2 separate regions of the Sus scrofa genome follow, and region 2 is linked to region 1. A link is a contact called in public Hi-C data. All regions are on one chromosome and are shown on one strand. The core of a region is the stretch at or near the end of the contact, and the rest is flanking DNA. Distances in the headings are between cores, read along the strand shown.

Region 1 (6,939 bases), core at 119-2,618:
GCTCGTCCGGGCTAAAGGACGGCTGGTAGCAGGGTACCGCGCAGTTGGGTACCTGGCCCGTCCGCACTTTGTTGTAAAGGGGGTGCGACTCCTTCAGAATGGGCACGAAGGGCTCGCGGCACTTGCACACCGACGGGCCCCCGGCGACGCAGTCGCTCCCTGAGGCCGGCGCCCCCGGAGGGCCTGAGAGGGTGGGCTTGGCCGGGAAGGGCCTGGGGGGCGCCGTGGTGGCCTCGCTGCGGTTGTAATCCATGCACAGGACCTCGGCGTCGCGGCCCAGCACCGGGAGGCGGTCGCAGCTCATGCGTTCCGGCCAGGCAAAGCCGTACTGGCGCATGAGCGGCGAGCAGCCGGCCTTGGCGCGCTCGCACACCGAGCGGCACGGCGGCAGCGGCTTGTGGTAGTCGGGCAGGCAGATGGGCGTGTACATGGAGCACAGGAAGAAGCGCAGGTCCGGCGAGCAGTGGATCTCCACCAACGGCCAGAACTGGTGCACCTCGAGGCCCGCCTCGTCCTGCGTGTCGTGGTTGAACTGGTTGGGCATGTGCGTCAGGTTGTAGCCGATGCCGCGGCACATAGGCACTGTGATTTCCTGGCACACCGGCGCCTTGGAAGCGGCCGTCGCCCGGCCCGCCAGCTGCGCCAAGAGCAGCAGCAGCAGCGAAGGCGGCGCGGACGGGTCAGGCCGAGCCATAGCCCCCTCCCTCCCCTCTCCTCCCGCAGCCCAAGCGGGGCCAGCTCAGGCAGGGGAAACCAGGACCGTGCTTCCCTCTCTGCAGACTTGTGTGGCGCCGGGGCTGGCAACCTGTTGGTTTCTCTTTCTTTTAAAGAAATCCGTCCAAAGATAAACTGTTCCGGGAGGGCGCTGCCTCCGCAGGGAGAGCTCAGCTCTTCGCTGGATAGGGCTGAGGAGGGACAGTTAAGGCTCCGATTCCAGGGAAAGTACTCTTTAAAAAAGAAGGTGGGGGAGAAGAAAGATTGCTGCCACTGCCAAGGAGAGGGGCGTCAATGGCTTAGTCCTCGCGAGCAGTCTCCAGATCTCTAAGTTAACCTCTTTCCCTTCCCTTCCCTCCACCTCCAGAAACCAAACTACAGACTCCCCGCCTCTCATCCCGCCTCCCTTTCCGCCCGGCCTTCCACGCTGTACCCCGAGGTCAGAGCGCTCAGCCCTCTGGAAAAGGGCAGAAGGGCAGGGAAAACAACTGGGAGGAGGAGAAGGCGCGTACTCTCACCTCGAAGGATCCCGTGAGAAGCAGATAGTCAGTCGCCAGCCTGAATCCTCCGTCCCTGGGGCTCTTAGCTCAGAAACGCGACTTTGAACCGAGCTGGCATCGAGAAAGTTTGGCGATAAGCTGGGTACCCGAGGCAGCACATGGCAGCAGGTGGGGGTGTCTTAGAGAGGCGGTCGCCCGCTGAACGAGGTCGCCACAGACCGGTCACTCGCCCTCTCCTTCTCCGGGGCCCCCTGCATGATCCGAGCGGGACAGGGCTGGGGTCGGCCGTGCCTTCCACCAGGGTCCACCAAGGGCGAGCGCGCCTGGCAGCACCTGGGCAAAAGGAAGGCGGTGTGCGGCGACCGGGGGCTTCCGCGGCCTCACAGTACCGCCAGCAGCTGGTGTTGGCTCCGCCAGGACTGCATGGTGCGCGCCCGCCGCCGCGTCCCGCCCGCCGCTCGCCTCCTCCCCTGCAGGGGGCTCCGCGCTCCAGCTGATTCCTGGGGGCGGTGGCGGCGCTCCCGGGACGTGCGGGACTCGGCTCCTCCTCCGCGCTCTAGCACCCTTTCGCCCACCTCTGGCGGGTACTCAACGGCGCGCGGCGGCGACGACGGCTGTAGTGCACTTGCGGCCGCAGGCTGGACTGGCCTCTTGCGCCCCGCCCGGGTCACCTGCTTCTAATGCCCGCCAGGAGGCTCCGCCCCGACCCCGCCCCTTTGAGCTGGAGCTCGGTTGGTGGGCCGCCCCGCCACGCTCTCCGCGCGTCCCCGCCCACTGCCCCGCGGGATCGGCCTCTCTTCGGGCGCCCTCCTGCCCCCTCCCCGAGCGGGCCGCTGAGGAGTGCGGGCCAATCGCGGGCCGGGAAGCAGTGGGGGCGGGGCAAATGCTAATTTCGCCTTCTTGAGACCCGGGGCGGGAAACCCTAGCTCGAAGTCCCTCCCGAGTTCTCTAGTGGCGCCCACCCGTGCCTTGTCCACTTTTCTGTAATGGTCTAGCTTACGAACCCTTGCTTCCAGGGCCCCTACCAGGTCTCCTCTCTCCAGCTAAGCATCCTTAGAGTCCAGCGCTTGTTTAAAAGAACTGCTCAAAGAATCACTTTTAACTGTGGCACCTGTCTCCTCTCTGCGTTGTCCTCATACCAGGTGAGCTTAAGTTGAGAGAACAAACGCTTCCTGAGCCCCTATTGTGTGTCGGACAGCGTGTTAATCGTTCATATCTTAATACAGGGTGTCTCAGATCCTTACAACAATTCTATGAGGCAGGCACTCCTTACAGGTGAACAAACAAGAGGTTTAGAAACTTGACCAAGGCAACCAAGCTAATAATAGCAACCCCCAGGAAAGCCACAACCTAGACAATCTTGGGAAGCTCGGTATTCTGAGCGCCTGGCATAGAGTAGGCGCTCAAATGGCAAACCTGGGATTTGAACCGAGATATTTGGGCTGCTGCATCCACAGTTTTAACAGCCACCACTCTCCCCCCACCCCACCCCCGCCATTATGCTACTGGTTAGCTCCCAGGCTTTAACCTTTACTTTTGCATTTCGTAACAAAATCTTACTGTTGCGACAGGAAAGTGATTTTCTTTCTCTTAGGAAGACTCGAGACAGGTTAGTCCTTTATCAGTTTATCGGGTTAAAAAGTCCAGGCAGTTCCCAAGTCGCCCGCAGAGAGAAGCAACACTGGCTCCAGGCTCTGTGATGGGCTAGGCGCCGGCCCCCCCGGGGCTGCCCGCTGCTTAGCCACGCACTAGCGCGCCGCCGGGGATCCGGGGCTCACAGAACAGCCAGAGCCCGCGGGAAGACCTGCTGGGCGCCCCGACCGCTGGGACGCACAGTGGCGCTCTTCAGATGGGTTATTATGCTGCAAGTTTTTAATGTCCTAAAAATGCCTCTTTTCTACATGTTCTAATTAGGTTGGAAGACTGAGGTGTTTAGCATTCTTGAAATTCATTCACACGCTTACAAAGAGAGTTTGAATTGTTTCCCGCTCCCCCACCCCTTCCTTCGACTGGGAAGAAGGCGGAAAAAAGGCCAGAGGGCCTGAGTTCTTGAAGGACTCAGGACTGGACTAAAAAAGGGTTGAGATAGACCGCGCCGATTGTCGTTCTTGTGTCCTGGTCCCATCTACACAGACTGAGAGACTGTTTCAGAATGGTCCCCTCTCTCCTGCTTTGTGAAAAATAATGCAGAATATGTGTATCAATCCCAGCCTCAGAGTTAAAAGAAAGAAATATCAGTTGCTTCACAAACAACAAAACTCTTAATAAACATGTTTAGAATGTACCTTACCTCTTTCATTTCCTGAAATTCTACAGGTGCTCCCATATTTTTGTTTGTTTGTTTGTTTTTTGGAACTACTTGGCACTTAGTGTCAGCAAACAACCCAGAGTTGAAAGTAGTGGGAGTTGAAAAGCTATGGAATAGCAATCAAAAAGAAAGGGAAACCCTCAGTGGAAAGTATGCACAGATTGTGAACATGCCAAGAGAGGCTGCCTCATTCTGTGGTCTTTATGCAACGTGTGTATTATTGGGGATGGACAAGTGTTGGCTAATAATAAAAATTATTTGAAGTTGGAGAATGTTAATCACTCATGCTGGCATTTAGCCAGAATACTTGTGTTATTTCACTTGGTTCTGACTCAAAGGATGTTATCTCCTCGTCTGAAAAACCTCTCTCTTTATAATCAACAGGGAAGTGTTATTTTTGCTTGGACATCTCTAATAATAGGAGTAATAACAGAGGGAAGATGTTGCCAAAAGAAATTTATTTTGCATTGTATAGCTTTTTGTATCACTTGGACTTTTGCTTTTTTACATCTATTACTTCACTTTAAAGGCAGTTTAAAATATGCTGTTGAACATGTATTAGGCGGGGTGCTAAATAATTCATTTGAGTTAGCTCATTTACTCCTCACAACAATCAGATGGAACTGGCACCATAATGACTTGCTTGAAGTTACACATTTAGTCCATGGAAAGGATGGAAATCAAAATTTTCTCCTGAGTCATACTTATTGTTTAACAAACTGGAAAACACTGAATTATTTTTAAAGACACATTAAAAAATTTTTTTTTATTATAGTTGATTTACAATGCTGTCAATTTCTGCTGTACGGCAAAGTGACTCAGTTATACGTATACATACGTTCTTTTTCTCACATTATCCTCCATCACATTCCATCACAAGTGATTATAGTTATCTGTGCTATACAGCAGGACTTCCTTGCTTACCCACTCCAAATGCAATAGTTTGCATCTACTAACCCCAAATTACAGTCCATCCCACTCCCTCCTCCTCCCCCTTGGGAACCACAAGTCAGTTCTCCATGGCTAAGAGTTTGTTTCTTTTCTGGAGATAGGTTCATTTGTGCCATATATTAGATTCCAGATATAAGTAATATCGTATGGTATTTGTCTTTCTCTTTCTGACTTAACTTCACTTAGTCTGAGAGTCTCTAGTTCCATACACGTTGCTGCAAATGGCATTATTTTGTTCTTTTTTATGGCTGAGTCATATTCCATTGTGCAGATACACCACATCTTAATCCATTTATCTGTCGACAGACATTTAGGTTTTTTCAGGTCCATGTCCTGGCTATTGTGAATAGTGCTGCAGTGAACACAGGGGTGCATGTATCTTTTTCTTTCTTTCTTTCTTTCTTTCCTGCCTTCCTTCCTTCCTTCTTTCCTTCTTTCCTTCTTTCTTTCTTTCTTTCCTTCCTTCTTTCTTTCCTTCCTTCCTTCCTTCTTTTCTTGCTTTCTTGCTTTCTTGCTTTCTTCCTTTCTTGCTTGCTTGCTTGCTTTCTCTCTTTCTTTCTCTCTTTCTTTCTTTCTTTCTTTCTTTCTTTCTTTCTTTCTTTCTTTCTTTCTTTCTTTCTTTCTTTCTTTCTTCTTTTTGCCCTTTCTTGGGCTGCTCCTGCAGCATATGGAGGTTCCCAGGCTAGGGGTCTAATTGGAGCTGTAGCCACAGGCCTACACCAGAGCCACAGCAACACAGGATCTGAGCCATGGCTGTGACCTACACCACAGCTCACAGCAACGCCAGATCAAGCCCAGGGATCGAAACCACAACCTCATGGTTCCTAGTCGGATTCATTAACCACTGAGCCACGACGGGAACTTCTGTATTTTTTCAATGAAAGATTTGTCCAGATATATGCCCAGAAGTGGGATTGCTGGATCATATGGTAGTTCTATGTTTAGGTTTTTGAGGTACCTCTATACTGTTTTCCATAGTGGTTGTACCACTTTACATTCCCACCAGCAGCTTAGGAGGATTCCCTTTTCTCCACACCCTCTCCAGCATTTATTATTTGTAGATTTACTAATCATGGCCATTCTGACTGGTGTGAAGTGGTACCTCATTGTAGTTTTGGTTGACATTTCTCTAATAATTAGTGATGTTGAGCATTTTTCATGTGCCTGTTGGTCATCTATATGTCTTCTTTGGAGAAATGTCTATTCACATCTTCTGCCCATTTTTCAATTGGGTTTTTTTGTTTGTTTGATTTTGTTTTGTTTTGTTTTTTTGCTGTTGAGTTTTTTGAGTTGTTTGCCTGTTTTGGAGATTAAGCCCTGGTTAGTTGCATCCTTTGAAACTATTTTCTCCCATTCTGTAGGTTGTCTTTTTTTTTTTTTTTTTTATGGTTTTCTTTGCTATGCAAAAGCTTGGAAGTTTGATTAGGTCCCACTGGTTTATTTTCGTTTTTATTTTGTTGCTTTGATAGGCTGATCTAAGAAAACATTTGTACAGTTAATGTCAGGGAATGTTTTGCCTGTATTCTCTACTAGGAGTTTTATGGTGTCTTGTCTTACGTTTAAGTCTTTAAGCCATTTTTGCGTGTGTGTGTGTGTGTGTATGTGTTTTTCGGGCCACACCTGCAGCATATGGAAGTTCCCAGGCTAGGGTCAAATCAGAGCCACAGCGGCCAGCCTACGCCACCGCCACAGCAATGCAGGGTCTGAGCTGTGTCTGCAACCCACACTGCAGCTCATGGCAATGCCAGATCCTTAACCCACTGAGTGAGGCCAGGGATCAAACCTGTGTCCTCATGGGTCCTAGTCAGGTTTGTTAACTGCTGAGCCACGATGGGAACTCCCTCTTTAAGCCACTTTGAGTTTGTTTTTGTGCATGGTGTGAGGGTGTGTTCTAGTTTCATTGATTCACATGCAGCTGTCCATTTTTCCCAGCACCACTTGCTGAAGAGACTATCTTTTTCCCATTTTATATTCTTGCCTCCTTTGTTGAAGATTAATTGACCATAGGTGTCTGGGTTTATTTCTGGGTCCTCTATTCTGCTCTACTGATCTCCTATGTCTGTTTTTATACCAGGACCACATTGTCTTGATTACTGTAGCTTTGTAGTATTGTCTGAAGTCTGGGAGAATTATGCCTCCTGCTTGGTTTTTGTTCCTCAGAATTGCTTTAGCAATTCTGGGTCTTTTATGGTTCAATATAAATTTTTGGATTGTTTGCCCTGGTTCTGTGAAAAATGTCATGGGTAATTTGATAGGGATTGCATTGAATCTGTAGATTGCTTTGGGTAGTATGGCCATTTTTACAGTATTAATTTTCTAACCCAGGAGCATGGAATATCTTTCCATTTCTTTGAATCCTCTTTAATTTCCTTGATTAATGTTTCATAGTTCTCAGCATGTAAGCCTTTCACCTCCTAGGACAGGTTTATTCCTAGGTATTTAATTTTTGGGGGGAGTGATTTTAAA
Region 2 (6,685 bases), core at 432-2,931, 440 kb after region 1:
GCCTTTGCCAACAGGCTAGTTCACTTATTCTGAATGCAGCTGGATTCCAATCTCCTGACATACTTGTGCAATGCTAGAAAATAAACCCTGGACTAATACAGAGCAGTTTAAGAAAAAAAGAGCCGCTCACCCTCTTTGACTTTATTGTCATCGATCCCAAACTTTTAGCCACTGTTTTGTTTTGTCGGCTGAGTTAACGAACTACATTAATTTCTGGGTAAAAAAAAAAAAAAAAATCACTGTCTTGCAGAGAAGCCTCTAGACTGAAAGAAACAAGGAAGCATTTGCAATTTATTGTTGGAACGATCCCTGCTTCAGGCCCTTTGCAGTGCCTCCGACCACCTCCAGGACTTCCAAGAGCGATGAAACGCAGTACTGCCGACATGAAGGGGAGAAAGTGCTGTCTTACCTTTACAACTTCTTATCACCCCAATTCTTCCCAATCTTGCACACTCAGCTGAGTGCAGTTTATCTCCTAAAACAAAACAAAAGGGAAGAGAAAGGTAATTTACAAAATAGTCGTGTCAGGAGAATTTAGTTGCTTTTTATACTGGCCTGAGCAGCCCGGTTTATCTGGTTTAAAAGTACAGTGCTGAGTGTACCCAGAGGGGCAAAGGGCAGTTTTAGGTCCGCAGGCAGCTTCCAGATAAAGGAGATAGCTCTGCCGGCACACACTGAGGGGTGCGTCCTGGGTTCGCTGTTGGGTTAGCTAGCCTTGCAGTTTGGATGTCCTAAGGGGACGCCGTAACCAGCAGGTTCCCGGCGTGCATGCGTCCTTGTGGGCGTTGTGCAAGAGGGCTGCAACTGAAGCTGGTTCGGTTCCTCCTTCCAGGTCTTCACGCCCGCTCCGGAAGGTGCCGGGACCTATAAATCTCGGGTGCAGAGAGCGAGCTGGGGGTCGTCTGGCCCTGACCTGGAGAAGCCGGCGGCGGCGCGGTCTCCACCCACAACTGCGCTCCCGCCCACCACCAGGTGGCCTAGGGAACGCCCCTCGCCTCCCTTCTTCAAGCAACCCAAACGGACGCAGCCAGCCAGCTCGAGTTCGAGGCACACGCCCAAGTCCTCCAGCGTTCGAGGCCGCACGTTTTCTTCCCCCTGAACCCAAGAGTTCGTCTTCCACGCATCCCTGCATCCTCCCCCAGCCCGGTTTTCCTTTCTCTTGCAGACCTGGCCCTCCAATTGTCACTGCATGCCACCTCCAGCCGCCCAGTGTCACGCTCCCACGCCCAGGAGCTGGCCTTTTGCACGTCCAGGCATCCAGCACCTTCTTCCTTCCTATTTTCTTTTCCCATGCCCAATACTTGGATTCCTCACCAGCTGTCTTGCAACCAGGACTGCCTAAGTTTCCCCCACCATACGCAAGATCTGAGCTTCCTTTTTTTAATTTATTTTTTTAAACCACTCCAGCCATTGACAGACTCAGAGCCTCCCGGCGAAAGCCAGGGGCCGCCCCCCGACCCCTCGTCCCGTCCCCCGACCTCGACCTCGAAAAACTTGCGGTTACCTGCAGGGGAATGTACCCTGGCGATGACCCGGAACGGCCACAGCCACTCACTGGCTTAACCCCAGCTGGGCCCCAGCTGTTTCGGCTTCTTAACAGCCAACGCAGAAACAGAACGGGTCTGAGGAGGCAGGGCTTTTGCCTCTTCCCGGCTTTTGTCCCGGTCCGGCCCCCTCAGTCCACCTCCCGGAGACCCGCCCCTGCCACGCCACCAATCGCCGAACGCCGACCTCCTGAGATAGGCGGGGCCTGGGATCAGGGGCGGGTTCCGGAACCTTGGGCGAAGTGGGTGGGGGAGGCTTCCCTACGCTCGCAGTGGGGGAAAGGGCAGTGGTGCTGCGGTATTTGGCCCCTGCTTCCCTACTGCGGAAGGAGGACAATGCCACCTGCAGGCTAGGGAGCAGGGCGCGCCGCGGCTGGTATTCTGAGTCCTACACCCCAAAGGAGCGTCCCGGTCTTTGTAAGAACGTAGGGCTCCGCAGCCTGCAGGCCTGCGATAAAGGCAAACAGGGGACAAAGCGGTCCGGACACGTCCCCTTCCCGCCGCTCGCCGGATGTGCCATAGGCTGGACCGAGTCTGGGACTGCCGGAAGCGAGCCCTGGGCGAGCGGGGGTCGCTTTAGGGGAAGCTAGAATACAAAAGATTGAACGGCACGAGCAGATGCACTGCCGTCGGCTTGTATTTCCGCGACCGCCTGCGACAAGTTCTTTGGAGCTTCTGTATTTACAATTTCAGTTACTGCTGCGTACTATAAATAAACGCGGTCGTCTTTTGCATTAAAAGATAGTGAGATTGTTATCTGAGTTCCAGTGAAGCTCAACTAAAGATGAGAAGCCTTAGAAAACAGTGGATTTAAAAAAAAATCTGGAGCTTCCTAGCGGGTTAAAGATCCAGCGTAGTCACTGCTGTGGCCCGGGTTCGACCCCTGGCCCGGGAACTTCCACCTGCCCCGGGTGAGGCCAAAAGAAAAAAAAAAAAAAATCTGTCCTTTGTTTTTTTTATGTATTCCTTATCCTTGAAAACATTGAAGGCGGGGGGGGGGGTGTTTTAGACTGTGATTTGTAGGATAATCACGCGCTTGGCCCAGGATTCCATGCCTCCAAATTAACTTTTAAAAATTATCTCTTGCCGCGGGAGCGGCCCAAGAAATAGCAACAACAACAACAACAAAAGACAAAAAAAAATTATCTCTCATATCGGATTATTCCTTCAACTCTCTGAAGATTATGGACACTACGGGTGCATTTTGGACTCTAGAGGGCGCTGGTATTTTTCCCAGGAGAAAAGGACGAAGGAAAGACTACACCGCCTCGCGCTTATTGATTTTTGAGTTGGATTAACTGAGAGTAGCAGTCACCTCTATTTATTTCCGTAGAATTGATGATAGAGATATATGGTCTTGTATTTTCATCTCAAACCTGAGACCCGCAAATCACCTGAGCTTACAAATTTACTCCATATTCTATCAGGTTCACGTTGTTTATTACCGCCTGGCGACTACTAAAATTATTTCTATTCATTCTTGTTCCAGAAAGGATTTAGGGTAGCCTTCAAGATACATAGCACGACCAAAGACATCGAATATAACTGAGGAGAATGAGGAACAGGGAGAATAAATTCAGGCAATTATACAGAACCAAAGTTAGTTTAATCACAAAATGTATTCCATTAAATAGTAGACACTGCCAAAAAGGGGCTACAAATCTGGCAGTATGGGAGGAAAGGTAACACGTAAGGGGCTCTCAGCATCTAAAACAGTGTTCCCTGAGCCAGTATTATACAAAATAGTTTTCTTTTTCTTCTTTTTTTTTTTTTGGCTATGTCTGCGGCATGTAAAAATTCCCAGACAACAGATTAAACCCCCGCCACAGCAGTGACCTGAGCCTCTGTAGTGACAACCCCAGATCCTTAACTCACTGCACCCCAAGGGAACTCCTTTAAAAAAATTTTTGTAGATCCCATGAATTGCCTTATAGTAATATATAGAGATATATGTTCCCTGTGCTGATAGCTCTTAAACAACCATAAAATAACTAATTTGTAGACAAAATGACTTAGAGGCAAAACTATAAAAAATATATCACCATTAAGAACATTAATTAAATGTAACAAATGAGTTTGGCTGAAATTAAATTACTGCTTGCAAGGCAAATATGAAACTAACTGCTTCCATTCTGATACTTTTGAATTTAGCTTGGTTCTTTTACTGGATGTCATGTAATGATTCATTTAGAACATGGGTTTTCTCTCTTTGGTTAATATGGTGTGCCTTGACGTCATTTGTCTTTCATTTGGCCAACAAAAAAATCTGAATATTTTGATATTATCAGATCCCAAATATTGCTGTAAACACAAATAGAAACGTGGGCCATGAAATGTCTGTCAATATTTGGTTATGAGACACTCATCCAGATAACAGGAGACTCCTATGAATACTCTAAGGTATTTGTACTTTCATTTGGATGATCTAAAAAAAAATGAAGTAGAATGAACAGTTCTTTCTACTTCATGGAAATTCAATTCATTGAAATTCATTGGCAAAGAAGATGATGGGAGAGAGAATAACGAAGTGATTTCTGGGATTGGGATCTGGGGGTGCCCATCAACAAAGAAAGCGTTTAGATAGAGTCACGGATCTGGTGGCTGAGATAATGAGTTAATTTTATGGTTTGTGAAGTTTGGGATGTCTGTGCAAGATAGAAAAGTCCAGGAGTTCCTGTCGTGGCGCAGTGGTTAAAGAATCCGACTAGGAACCATGAGGTTGCGGGTTCGGTCCCTGCCCTTGCTCAGTGGGTTAATGATCCGGTGTTGCAGATGCGGGTGGGATCCTGCGTTGCTGTGTCTCTGGCGTAGGCTGGTGGCTATGGCTCTGATTAGACCCCTAGCCTGGGAACCTCCATATGCCGCAGGAGCGGCCCAAAGAAACAGCAAAAAAAAAAAAAAAAAGATAGAAAAGTCCAGGAGGCAGTTCACCACATCTGTCTAAAGTTCAGGATGGGTGTCTGGGCTGGAGAGAGAAGTCAGAATCTTCAGCGTTGTTATAGTTATTGTGCCCCCTCCCCCAAATTCACCCGTTGAAACTCAAATCCTTGATACCTCAGAATATCACCATATTTGAAGATAGGGCCTTGAAAGAGGTAAGCAAGGTTAAATGAGGTCATATAGACAGACCTTAATCAAAACTGATCAGTATCCTTATAAAAAGAGGAAATTTGTACATTCAAGGACAAACATTGGAAGAGGCAACGAGAGGGTACCCACCTGCAAGGCAAGGGGAGAGGCCCAAGAAAAAATGAACCCTAACTTACTGGCATCTCACTCACAGACTTCTAGCCTCCAGAACTGTGAGAAAATAAATTTCTGTTTTTTTTCTTTGTTTGTTTGTTTTGGGCTGTGCCCACAGTATCTGGAAGTTTCCAGGCCAGGGATTGAACCTACGCCACAGCAGCAACCACTGAGCTGAGCCACTGCAGTAACAACGCCAGTGCCTTAACCTGCTTTGCCACAAGGGAACCCCTACATTTCTGTTGTTTAAGCCAGGCTGTGGCATTTTATGGCAAACTAAATAAAAGCATGTATTGATAGTAGTGGAAGCTATAGCATGTCTGAGATCATCTAGGATTACAGAATGAGAAGAAAAGTCTACCTCCGTAAGAACTCTGGGGAACACTTCACATCTCTAAGAGCTAGGTGGGAGAAAAGGAGTCCCCAAAAGAGAATGAGAAGGACTCTCTGTGGCGTAGGAGAAGAGTCAGCAGAGCCTGATGGGAGCCAAAGGAAGACAAAGTTTCCAAAAGAGAGGAAGTACTGCAAGTGGTTCAGAAAGACGAAGCCTGAAAATAATTTTGGCAAGTAGGGGGACCTCATAAATGCACTTTAAGAAGAATAATTCTATCAGAATGATTCTGATAGAAGCCATACCGTAGATTTTAGTGTGACTGGAGTTGGGGAAAGAGAGCCAAAGAAAACTTTTTCAAGAAGTTCGATTTGAAGAAGCATGCTTTATAAAGTCTCAGAGTAATTTCTGATGACTGCATAATTGTCTGTCATTTGATTGTATTACTTTCATGTTGTCTGTGTTGGTTAGAAATTTATCTCCTTATGTATTTTTTTAATCTATTTATTACTGTTTCAAATAACTGTGACAAAGATATTTAGATATACTTTATTTTATACGCAAATCAGTTCCTTAGGCTAGATTGCTAGATTTAAAATTGTTGAAAAGAGGAGTATAAATATTTTTAAAGTGTTAGTTAGATCCATCAAATTATTATTTAGCAGGAATATACGAATTTTTGTCTTTCATGCAGTGTAAGAGGTGACCAATTTCATTATATCCTAGCTAGAAGTGAATTTTGTGATTTTTGAGAACTTTTTTTTTTTGTTTTTTGGTCTTTTTTTGGTCTTTTTAGGGCTGCTCCTGTGGCATATGGAGGCTCCCAGGCTAAGGGTCTAATCTGAGTTACAGCTGCTGGCCTACATCAGAGTCACAGCAACTCCAGACCCAAGCCATGTCTGCAACCTACACCACAGCTCACAGCAACGCCATATCCTTAACCCATTGAGCAAGGCCAGGGATCGAACCCGCAACCTCATGGTTCCTGGTTGGATTCGTTTCTGCTGTGCCACGATGGAAGCTCCCTGAAAACATTTTTGTTCCCTACAAGAGGGAACCTTGGCTCCTCAGACAACTGGCAGGTTCAAGTTTTGGGAAAAGGAAAGTTCAAGAGGAGCCTGGTATATCTGAGTCAGGAAGTAAGGAAATGTTCAAGAATTGTTGGAGGCGGAGTTCCCGTCGTGGCGCAGTGGTTAACGAATCCGACTGGGAACCATGAGGTTGCTTGAGGGTTCGATCCCTGGCCTTGCTCAGTGGGTTAAGGATCCGGCATTGCCGTGAGCTGTGGTGTAGGTTGCAGACGCGGCTCGGATCCCCCTTTGCTGTGGCTCTGGCGTAGGCTGGCAGCTACAGCTCAGATTGGACCCCAGCCTGGGAACCTCCATATGCCGTGGGTGTGGCCCAAGAAATTAAAAAAAAAAAAGAAAAAAAAATTGTTGGAGTCATATTAAATGGATTCAGGAGCCAGCTGGAAGGGGCTTTCATTGGACAAATTGGGTTCAACTGAGCATGAAAATGAGTGATGAGGAATTCTTGTTGTGACACAGTGGGTTAAGGATCCGGCACT

The links. Hi-C and Micro-C count contacts between places; a contact is called where the count stands out from the background.
Region 2: a contact with region 1 is called in a Hi-C map of skeletal muscle, with 7 times the contacts expected there. The contact joins the promoter of IDH1 here to the promoter of FZD5 in region 1. A contact is called at or near these places in 2 of 5 promoter capture datasets (fetal liver and liver), 11 of 47 Hi-C or Micro-C datasets (alveolar macrophages, embryonic fibroblasts, epiblast stem cells and 5 more) and 2 of 2 datasets of contacts at active chromatin or transcription factors (alveolar macrophages and skeletal muscle).

Annotation. Positions count from the first base shown.
Region 1 is chr15:110,919,494-110,926,432 of Sscrofa11.1, forward strand. FZD5 (frizzled-5) reads right to left here and starts at 1,369. Exons shown (of 2, transcript XR_002339431.1): 1 at 1,233-1,369. It overlaps LOC110257173 (a long non-coding RNA gene), which reads left to right and starts at 1,978. Exons shown (of 3, transcript XR_002339433.1): 1 at 1,978-2,356.
Region 2 is chr15:111,360,649-111,367,333 of Sscrofa11.1, forward strand. IDH1 (isocitrate dehydrogenase [NADP] cytoplasmic) reads right to left here and starts at 1,682. Exons shown (of 10, transcript XM_005672136.3): 1 at 1,505-1,682; 2 at 410-475.